Regions from separate parts of the Mus musculus genome. Here region 2 is linked to region 1. The links are chromatin contacts, called in public promoter capture Hi-C maps. All regions are on one chromosome and are shown on one strand. Each heading gives the region's core, a stretch centred on a gene start, on an enhancer-like site or on the middle of the called end of the contact. The rest is flanking DNA. Distances are from core to core; before and after follow the strand shown.

Evidence for each region. Promoter capture Hi-C pulls out the DNA fragments that hold promoters and counts their contacts.
Region 2: a contact with region 1 is called in a promoter capture Hi-C map of embryonic stem cells, with 2.6 times the contacts expected there. The contact joins the promoter of Sgsm1 here to the promoter of 2900026A02Rik in region 1. A contact is called at or near these places in 4 of 39 promoter capture datasets (cranial neural crest, embryonic stem cells, hippocampal neurons and 1 more), 8 of 484 Hi-C or Micro-C datasets (embryonic stem cells, nephron progenitors, palatal mesenchyme and 1 more), 2 of 115 datasets of contacts at active chromatin or transcription factors (both in embryonic stem cells) and 2 of 9 other capture datasets (adipose tissue and pancreatic islet).

The regions. Positions count from the first base shown.
Region 1 is chr5:113,219,001-113,224,776 of GRCm38.p6, forward strand. It overlaps 2900026A02Rik (RIKEN cDNA 2900026A02 gene), which reads right to left and starts at 2,276. Exons shown (of 13, transcript NM_001375886.1): 1 at 2,211-2,276.
Region 2 is chr5:113,307,288-113,312,732 of GRCm38.p6, forward strand. It overlaps Sgsm1 (small G protein signaling modulator 1), which reads right to left and starts at 3,499. Exons shown (of 25, transcript NM_172718.3): 1 at 3,387-3,499; 2 at 3,261-3,304. The coding sequence starts at 3,405.

The sequences.
Region 1 (5,776 bases), core at 1,026-3,525:
TCCGTCTTGTGTTGAGCCCTCCACTCAGACAGCGATTCCCCTTCCCGGGCCAGCAGTCAGGGTGAGGGCAGTGGGCGGCCACACCTAGCCACATGGGGACACTCAGAGTTGGGAGGTGCATGGCTATGGACAGCCAGTTCTAAGGACAGAACTCAGTTCCTCCTCTCTCTCCCCCAAGCTCCCATTTCATGATCTGCTCATGGGTGGCAGTGGAGGAGTCTCCACAACCAACACTGCCTGAGAAGACTGTCAGGAAGAACAAAGAGGGGACAGACAGAAGGACTCAGCCTGGAGGGTCTGACATAACACAGTACATCAGTAGCTCTGGCCTTCCCTACACCCTCTTCCATGGGGCCTGGCTGACCTCTCCCCCTGCCTCCTCCGGGAAGCCCCCCTTGGTTTACCTTTGTTGCTTCTCAGCAATTTTGCCTCACTGTCTCCAAACATCCATCAAGTTCCCCCAAGAGGAGTGGCAGGGCTTAACCCACACTCCCGGAATCTGAAGCAGGCAGGGGCAGGAGTGTGTGCCTCCAGGCAGGGATCTGGTCCCCTCAGTCCCAAGCCTTCCGATGCAGGACAGGAGTGTAAAGGTCTTTTATTTGCTCAACACGCCCTGCACTCTGGGCAGGACCAGGAGTGAGGTCTTGCCTCTGCCCTACCTCCTACCCAGCCCTCAAGGCTCAGCCCAAGTGTCACCTTTGACCACACACACACACACACACACACTAGGTTGGGCAAGGTACCTGCTTGCTGGAACCATTCTGATGACACAGGCTATCATGACAATAACTCTTCTGGGCTCACGCCCTGAGCTCAATCAGATGCCCTCCATGACCCACCTTACGAACGCTCCTCCCCCGTGATGGAGGAGAGGACCATTTTACAGTTAAAGAACCTGAGTCTCAAAGAAGTACCACGGGATGGTGATATGACTCAGTGGATAAAGGGGCTTGCCAACAAGCCTGAGGACTTGGGTTCAATTCCTGACACCCTTCTCTGCCCCAGACCATGATCCTCCTCTTGCCCCAAGCCACGCCCCCTCCTCTGCTGTCCCATTCTCCGTCCAGATTGACCCAGGGTTCACTCCTCCGGGCTTGACTTTCAGCCTAGTGCTTGACACAGAACCATTTGTTAATGAATGAATGACTGATGAACGGACATACTCGTTTGGAGGCAGCTCATCCCGTGTGTTGGTTAGGTGATTCCTGGTGATGCTAGCAGGGGTCAGATGCCAGGGATGCACAACTGACCTCTGAACTCCCTTGCCCTCTGGTGACTCTGTGGGGGGGGGGGCGGGGCTGTATAGCTCAGAGTCTGGGGTGAGGGTGCTCCCCAACATCACAAATCAACAAAGACGTGGAGCAGGCTAGACGGCTAGAAAGTCATCCCTGAAGAACAGATTCTGACCTGCTCTGGGCTGGTCCAAGCTGACTCCGATGTACCCCTGCACACAGCTGCAGGCAAGGCTGGACCACGCGTCCAGACTCTGCACTTCTCGGGCCTAAGTGCGCCCCTGCCAAGCCCTCAAGTCTCCCCTGAACCCACCAAGGCACCGGTGTCTGCAGAGCCCAGCCCTGGCCGCACGCCTGCCCTGCGGGGTGGCAAAGAGAAAGTTGGCCGCTTGAAGCCTCCACCTAGAGTCCCGATTACTGATTAACCAGTCCCAGCGCTTCTCTGTGCGTGGCCTGGAGCCGCAACTCGCCCCAGTGGAAGAAAGTCCAAGTTACACATCTTTGTCACCGCGGACCAGGGCAGTGCGCGCGCCACCCCGGAGGGCGCGACCCCGGGGACAGGGCGCAGGCTCCAGCGCCAGCCGCAGGCCCTCGAGGGGACAGCTCTCTGCAACAGGCGCCGTCCCTCCGAAAGCAAAAGGCCACGGCTTCCCCGCCAGAGGAAGGGTCAGCCCTGGCCTGCACAGCGCGATCCCGAGACACGCGCGAGCCGCGGACGCGCGTGGAGGGAGCGGGGGGCCAGCCCTAGGCATCCTTCGCCGACATTCCCCGGCCGCAGATTCAACGGGATCCACCCCCCTCCCCCAGCAAGTCCGCAGCCGGACTCCGCACGCGGCTCCTCCCGCTCTCCGTTTCGCCCTCCCTCCGCTAACTTTGCCAACTTTACACGCGGCCCCGCGGGCAGGAGTGGGCGTCCCCGTGCGTCTCCGCGCGCCCCCGCGGCCCGCCCGCGCGCCCCCGCGCCCTCCGCGCACCTACCGCAGTGGCCCGCCGGCGCCGCACCTGCCCGCCCGCACCTGCCGCGGCGCGCGCAGCCTCGCCGCTGGGGGGCGGGGCTCGGGCGGGAAGCGCCCCGTCGCCGTGGCAACCGCACCCGGTGGCGCCTGCGCAGAGCGGCGAGGGGCGGAGCGCGGGAGCCCGGAGCCGCGAGACTATGTGGGGCGCGCCCCCTGCCGGGTGGAAGCGGCATTGCGCCACGGTGCCGGCCAAGGCACCTACTGTGTGCCCCGAGGTGGGGTGACAGAGCATTGCCCACCAAGGGCCCTGCTACTGCGCATTCCTGACCAGCTGTCTTGTTCGTTTTCATTAATCATATCGACCACTATGGTTTTGGTTTTTTTCTTTCTTTTTATATTCCTTTCTCTTAAAAACAAAACTATTTCTTTTATTGTTAGATATATGTGTATATGTGCACGTAAGTGCAGGTGCTGACAGAGGCCAGAAGAGGGCAACAAATTCCCAGAAACTGGAGTTGGAGGAAGTTGGACACCATGTTGGAAATTAACGCTAGCAGGAAGGATGGATGAGATAGGGGATTTACGGAGGAGAAACTGGGAAGGGGGATAACTTTGGAAATGTAAATAAATAAAATAACCAATAAGAAATAAAATACACCATTGCATACACCAGCAAGATTTTGCTGAAAGGACCCTGATATAGCTGTCTCTTGTGAGGCTAACACAGAAGTGGATGCTCACAATCAGCTATTGGATGAAACACAATGGAGTAGCTAGAGAAAGTACCCAAGGAGCTAAAGGGGTCTGTAACCCTATAGGAGGATCAACAATATGAACTAACCAGTACCCCCAGAGCTCGTGTCTTTAGCTGCATATGTAGCAGAAGATGGCCTAGTCAGCCATCATTGGGAAGAGAGGCCCCTTGGACTTGCAAACTTTATCTGCCTCAGTACAGGGGAACACCAGGGCCAAGAAGTGGGAGTGGGTGGGTAGGGGAGTGGGACAGGGAGGGTATGGGGGACTTTTGGGATAGCATTTGAAATGTAAAATAAGAAAATACCTAATTAAAAAAAAGAAACAAAATAAATAAATTCTAGGCTTACAAAAGTGATGCATTCCACCACTAACGAGCTCCTAATTAAAAAAAAGAAACAAAATAAATAAATTCTAGGCTTACAAAAGTGATGCATTCCACCACTAACGAGCTCCTCGTGCTCCAGTCCTCTTCCTCTCCCCAGAGGCTCCCTATGTTGTTGCTCAGGTTTGAGCTCCTGAACTCAACCCATTCTCTCCTCAAGTCCCTTCCTTTACCCCAGTAGCTGGAACATCTCTGGAACGCTACCCTGCCAGCCTATGCATCTTTGCTAAGTACCTTTTCTATGCTGGGCTCTGGGGACTCCGCTCTGAGGGAGCTGATGGATCCAGGTTCTCACGGGACTTCACCAGCATTAGGGAGAAACATCGCATGTGTAAATTGAATCATATTTATGACTCATGCTCCCCTGAGAAATGGGACATGGTTTATTCCTTTCTTTTGTTTTGTTTTGTTTGAGACAAGGTTTCTCTGTGTAGCCCTGGCTGTCCTGGAACTCACTCTGTAGACCAGGCTGGTCTCAAACTCAGAAATCCACCTGCCTCTGCCTCCCAAGTGCTGGGATTAAAGGCGTGCGCCACCACTGCCTGGCAGGTTTACTCTTTTATTGTAAACCAGCCCAACCTCAAGAAAAGAGACAGAAACCCAAGCAACAGTGTGGCTTCCAGAGAGCTGTCTGCCACTCTCCTGCCTCCTCTCTGCCTCCTCTCTGCTGCTGGTGGTGGTGGTGATGTGTGTGTGTGTGTGTGTGTGTGTGTGTGTGTGTGTGTGTGTGAACAGCTCATACAATCCTTTGAATTTTGACCCTTTGGAAGTAAGGGCTACTGCCTTGCATAATGCCCTGGATCCACCTGAGGCTTCTCTGGTCCACAGTGACAGAGCCCAGCAGTGTTATGGGTCATCTGGATGTCATAGACACAGTTATCAAGTGGAGCTACCCCAGAGAATGTCAAATATGACTCTACTATTCCCGGGGAACAGGGGAGGCTGGGGGGTGAGTCTTTGAGGGAGTTCAAATGGTCAGTCTGCAAGATGAAGTTCCTCAAAGTCCACCTAAGAGCAGGGCTTTTATACAGAGTTTGTAAGTTAGTATAAAAAAATGTCTGGTGTGCTGAATATGACGTCTCACACCTATAATCCCAGCTCTCAGGAGGCAGAGGTGGGCAAATCTCTCAATTCGAGTCCAGCCTGGTCTACAGAGCTAGTTCCAAGACAGCCAGAGCTACACAGAGAAACTGTGTCTTGAAAAACCAAAACCTATAAGAACATATTAAATAAAGTTAAGTTTAAAAATAGTTTATGTCCACTCCTGTCTAGAAATACTTCAGAAAGGTATTTGGGCGCCCACCTGATTCATAGTGCCTCTACCTCAGGGCTGGGACCTAGTAGATGCCCAATGAATAGATGTGTATGAATAGCCAATCTGTGATGCCCCACTATGTGCCCCATCTCTTCCAGAAACTCTGAGAATCTTCCCGTATCTCTTATGCAAATCACTTCTTACAAAATGCTACTGCACAGCCAGATGTTTGTTATTCTCGGCTCCCCAGACAAGGGTGTGTCCCCACCACACTCACTGCCAGTCTGTCTCTGAATATAAACTCCAAAGGGAACAAAGCAGTGTCTTTTCCAACACACCCAGAGACCCCAGACCTAGATATGTCCCCTGTGACTACCCCGCCCCATTCCTCTGTCAACTCAAGCCGAGCTGAGGAAACACTGAAGCAAACCAAACTACAACTCCCAGAAGCACCTGGGTCCTCGTGGGGCAGGGGAGGGGAGACTTCCTGGGAGACAGGTTGGACTCCTCCACATTCTCTTGTGCTTGCCAGGTGAGAGGCTGCCAGCCACACAAGCCCAGGGATTACACCCTGAGCAGGGAGTGTCAGGTTCCACATTCTACCTGGAGCCAGAACCCCAGGCTTGTTCATTCTGGTACACAGAGGACAGTACACCCCAGGGACTGTCCTAGAATCTTTTATCAGCCACCATCAGCCTCCTCCGGGAAGTCTGTAGAGATAGTTCTGACTAACAGCATTTGCAATAACAATGGAGATTCCACGGTGGCTTGGCCCAACCTCAGTGCAGGGGATCCTGAGCGCCCGGGTGGTCAGGGGGGGCTGCGCACAGTGTGCTTCATGTGTCCTGGGGGGTGATGCTGTTTTATCTGCCCTACCGACTGGGTAGCCCTGGAAACCACAGCTACCTAGCAGGGCCCTGTTTCAGCTGTTCTTGGCTTTTGCTTTATTTCACGGCCAGGGTTTTAATACAGCTAGTCTGAAACTTGTGTCAATCCTCCTGCCTCAGCCTCCCAAGTGCTAGGATTACAGTCCTTTGTCACAAATGCCCAGTCTTTAGGTGCGGAGGATCAGACCCAGCTCTTCCTGCTGACCAGGCAAGCACTCTACCAACTCAGTCACATCCATAGCCCTTCCTGGTTTTTGACGGTAAGAACCAATCTGCTCTTTGAAATGCTTCCTCTTCCCTCCAAACCT
Region 2 (5,445 bases), core at 2,249-4,748, 90 kb after region 1:
GGCTCTTTTAATGGCTGTTGTCATGGCAACGGGAAGCCAGTCCCTGCTCGCTCTGGGAACCAAAACAAAATTAAGGGGTGGCAGCAGGGAGGGGAAGACATGCCAGAGAGGAGACTGCTTAGAGATGGGGGTAGGGGAGGGCTTTAGCTGGAGGAAACAGCTTCCCTGTGATACTGACCCGACCCCAAAGGAGCACAGGTGACAGACAGGGTGGATGTCAGGTGACAGGGTGGATGTCTGCACTTAGCTTATCCTGCCCTCTGAGTCATCTTCATCCCTATTGTGACAAAAAAAAATGGACACCCAGACATGGGCAAAGATAAAGACAGATGCCTCTGAGAGACTGTGCAGTTCACAAGCCATCAGTTTGGGTGGCACCCACTCCTTGCCACCTTCCACATTCTCCAAGCTTCCTACAGTTCCCCTCTTGTTCCTTGTGTGTGTGTGGGGGGGGGGCACCTCTGTTTCCAGCAGGTTCCTCATCTCTGCTCCAGCTGCCTCTGCACCCTCAAGTTCAGCGTGTCCCTGCAGCTTGGCCCTCTGTGTCCCTTCTCTCTGCCGCGGCTTTCATGGTTCTCCATGGTCGTGTCCTGCAGGCTCACAGGTGTTTTTGTTCAGTGCTGGGGCACGCGTTATGGTCTTGTAAAACAATACCTCATGTCCCTTCCAGAGTCCTCCTCTTTCTCATGTCACTACTGAGTCTGCCTGCATCCTCTGCCTCTTCCAGCCGAATGTCTCCGTTCTGGCTCTCCAACTACAGCTCTGGTTGAACTTGGGGCTCCTTCCTGAACTACCAGACAGGTCCTGGGTCCCGACAGCTCCTCAGGCTGCCTCTGGACAGAGCTTCCAACCCCACAGGCTCTGAGGCAGGCTTGCACAGCTGTTTGGCTATCTAGGGAAGTCCCTTGTCACCTCTTCCAGGAGGAAGAGGGAGGCTGTGGTCCACAGGGGTGTGGCTCATCTGAACTCAGACAGAGAAGTTGCTGATCAGACTTTGAGGCAACTTTCTCCCTATCCATATCTATCTGACATTGGAGGAGTGGCTCATTACCCAAAGAGGTGGCCAGAGGAAGCAGTGTACATAGAGGGCAAGCATAGGGGGCTTACTTGTGAGCTTGCAGATGGCAGACTTGCTCATGTTCTGCACTGGGTCTGTACACTTCAAACATGGCTTCCTGCTTCTGGGCACCCTATTCCCAGTAGGGTGATGGGAATCACGTTACCCCTGTACCCCAGGAGCTTGGATGACCTGGGAGTGATTACACTACCTCTGGCCCTTCTTGGCTGGGTGCTGTTAGAAGCCACTCCCCTACTGTAAGCCCCAGTTCTGTATCAACCATCTTCATAGGGTTACTATGTCTGCAGTACACGGAGCACAAAAAAAACCCAAAGAAGCTCAGATCCTCTGGGTGACCGACCTCCGTAAATGCAAGATTTAGAATCTGTGAGCAGTTTGTGACTGGGAATCCCGACTTCTGCTCCCAGCTTTGGAGCTTTTAGTAATCGGACAAAGCAGCAAGAAACTGTCCTTGCCTGGCCACTCTACTCCGGCTTGAGCCAAGAAGATGGCTCACTCCAAACTTAGTGGGACCACAGAAGCAGGGAATCCAGCAGACTTGTGGACACAGGGTGGAGAGCAATGTCCCCACAGCATTTCCAGGAACCCAAGCTAGACTGGGGAGGAACAGTAAGGGACATGTGTGTGGGCCATGGGGCCACATGCGTCACTCTGCAGATGGGAAAGCGGTGATCTTACAAAGAGAGGACGTAGGAAAGATGAACTCTGAGGGGCCATGTGGCACAGCTATACACGGATGTCTCCTAGGTTCCCCAGGGCCTGCTGACCCTGTCTTTCATTGTACATCCTATTTGGTCAACCATTTCCCTAGTAAAGTGGGGGTCAGCTCCAGGCATGAGGAGCAAGCATTACAGCCAGGGCTGGGTAAAAAACCACGGCCTTCCAGCTTTAAACCTAAGGGCTGAGACCCTTCCCCGAAGGGCAGGGGTGTGAGGTTTCAGGGTTGGGGTCTGGATAGTATCTTCAAACAGGTCTTTACAAAGATGGAGGTAAAGACTTCTAGGCCTTTCTGAGGGACCCCCTTCTATCCATCTTACATATCACCTCGAAGGAAAATTCTAGAATCTGCAGCAATCCACGGAGCTAGTTCTTTAAAAGGAATGTGCTACACACAGAGACACAAACACAGGCACACACCCACGATCCCCAAGAGGAGGAAGGAACCGGGGACAGGTCCGGGCCTCCAACTGCCCAGGTGGCTGCCACCAGGAAGGGAGGCCCTCCTGAGTGACACCCCTAACACACACACGCGCGCGCGCACACACGCACACACACCCCACAGGTATACACACACCTCCATGCTCAGGAAGCAAGGGACAGACTCCAGCCTGGCTCACAGATTCACAGCCAAGCAAGGACTTGGGATAAGAACCCCAGGATGAAGACAAGGCAGCAGGGACGGGAATGGGGGGTGGGGGTGACTGAAGGATAGGGCGGAGCCAAAATGGGAGGGCAATGCCACACCACATACATACTCAATCTTACCCATTCACACAAATACACATTCGTAGACTCGCACAAGCAGACACAATATATAGATCATCCTTAGGTATTTCCAGGCAGGTGCACATACATATATGCACATGTCCTGGGCAACATACATCTACACCACAGGCCCACAGACATCTAAACGTCGCCTCAGCCTTCTAAACTCTCCCAATTCCCACGGCCCTGGGAGGTCACTGGCTGTGAACGCCGAGGTAAGGCTAGGATCTCAGCTGCTTCCTTCATCCCGGGGGAGGCAGGCAGCCACTCCTGTCTGATCCCATGTATCAGTGGAGGGCACCTGCTCTGTGACCCTGGCCCAGGTCACAGGCTCTCCTGCACAAAGTCCCTGGCACCTAGAGGTGGCTCCAAGGACTGAGTATCTGACATGGGTTGGGGGATAGCTTCATGTTCCAAAATTGAACCTGTCCCCTCCCAAAACCTGATCTTCCTCGGGGATATTCCGCATCTCTAATGAGGAGCCCCGCATCACCCTACTCTACCCCCAGCAATGAGAACCTGCCCCTCCGCGAGGTCCCACCTGGACACCTTCCGATCCTACACCCAGAGGGCCCCACGCACTGAAACACCCGTTTTCCAGCGACCCCTCCCCAGCCCCCGCCCTAGTTAGCCATGCACAGCCACCGCCAGCCAGAAGCCCGCGGTGGCCCTGTCACCCTGGGGTGGCCGCCCCTACCTCCTTCTTCACAGTGCGCAGCAGCCTCTGGCGGGTCTCGGCCTCTGCGGGACAAGCAGGGAAGCGCGGTGAGCGGCACCGAGGCCGCGGGGCCTGGCCGCCCTCCCGCTGCCCGCCCGTGCTTACCCGCAGGGACCGAAGCCATGGCTCAAGCTGGTCGGTGCCCGGTTCCCGGACGCGTCCCCGCTCCGCGCCCTGCTGCAGCCGCGAGGGGGCGGGACCGGCAGGGGATGAATGACAGCCCAGGATGTAGACGTCAGAACCTGACATCCCGCCCACCCCACCCACGAAAGCTCAGCGCCGCCTCCTGGACAGCATACAGCAGAGCATCCGCATCCAGCCTCCTCCAGGCGTTAGCGACAGGCCTTGCCAAGTTGCCTAGGGTGACCTAAGATGCGGAACCGTGCTCCACATCCCGTGTGTCCATCCACGCGTATTTAGAAACGAGGCAAAGCCAGGCACGGGGCACACTCCTATCGACTCCTCAGTGGGGAGACTGAGGCAGGGGACTCAACCTGGGCGACATAGCCAGGCCCTGCCGCCACAATAAAACTAGACTCATCCTGTATAAAGTGGGTATAAGTTCTAGAATGAGCTGATGATCAAGCGAGATATTTGATGTGTAATTCTCATCATAGACAAGACAAAAAAAACAAAACAAAACAAAACAAAACAAAAAAAGGGCCAGCTTTCATACGGGGTAGCTGCTGCTGTTTCATATACCCCCTTCCTCCGTCCCCTCCTCCCCTTCCCTTCCCCCTCCCCCTCTTCCTCCTCTTTTTACTCCTCCTCCTCTCTTCTCCCTTTCTCCCTTTTCAGACTAATCAGATACACTGACTCCCCATCTGGAAGAAGCCTGCCTCTTCTTCACTTGCTGCTCCCCCTATACTGGGAACCAGGGTTCAGCCAGGATCTCTCAGTCCCAGGGTTGGGAGTTTGAAGCAAAGGAGATGGACACATTGCCGCAGCACTCAGATGGTAGACAGTAAACCATCTGAGCAAGTGATAGAGGGTTGGAAGGTTCTAGAGGGACGTGGAGTCGATGCAGGGGAGATACCAGTGACCGGGGCTGTCTTGTGGAACAAGGGGCATCTTGCTGAGTTTTCTTTCTGAGCAAGAAGGGAAAGGAGGAGGCTGGGGAATGCTTGGGGAAGAGGAATCCATACAGTTCAGCGGTTAAGAGAACTGAGTGCTCTTCCAGAGGTCTTGAGTTCAAATCCCAGCAACCACATGGTGGCTCACAACCATCTGTAATGAGATCTGATGACCTCTTCTGGTGTGTGTGTGTGTGTATACCAGAACCCCTCTTGTGTGTGGCAGTGGTGTCTCTGTCACGATACCCCCCCCCACTCTCTCCTCCCCCACTCTCTCCAGTGAGGTGTGCTTAGTGTCTCCAGGATGCCACAGAATGAGAAATAAGGACTTGACAAATATAATTGAGGACTTACTACATCCGGAGCTCTGGTTGCATAAACTTACCGAGCCTCCAGCCCCCCCCCCCCCCCCCATGAGCCTCACACACAAAGAAAGTCAAGCCCAAGACGTGGGAGAATTTTCTTCAGGTCCATACACAAAGCAAGCAATAGCTCAAGCCATGGACCGGGTGGATCATCTCACCAGGGGCAGGTTAAGATGAATCAGATGTTTCTCGCCAAGCCCTTCAAACCTTTTCAGAGAACATAGAAGTTTTCCTCTAATATAAATGGTTTCTAGTGGTGGTTTCAATATGCTTGGCTGTCCTGGAACTTGCTCTGTAAACTCACTCTCTTGAGCTCAAGAGATTTGCATGGCTCTATCTCCTGAATGCTGGGATCAAAGTCATGGTCCACCATGCCTGGACCTAAGCTTTCCTTCACCTAGATCTAAAAGCTTGTGTCATCCTGTGACAGTTTGACACACAGTCATATCTCCTTATCTCCAAGTGAAACCAATAATCACATCATAATAATATAACTATCCACGGTTTAGCTGCAAACAATAAGCTTAGCTGGGTGGGATCTTGCCCTGAGATCACCACTCCCTTAATCCGTTTGTCTCCTTGAACGTAGGATTCAGCTCCTTTTCATTTCCTGGGGCCCCTTCATTACTTGAAGCACACTCGTTTTTTCTTTTTAAGCTTGCTATGCTTGCTCAAAATGCTCTTCATAAGACTGAATCACAGGATCATGTCTAAATTGGGGTTTCT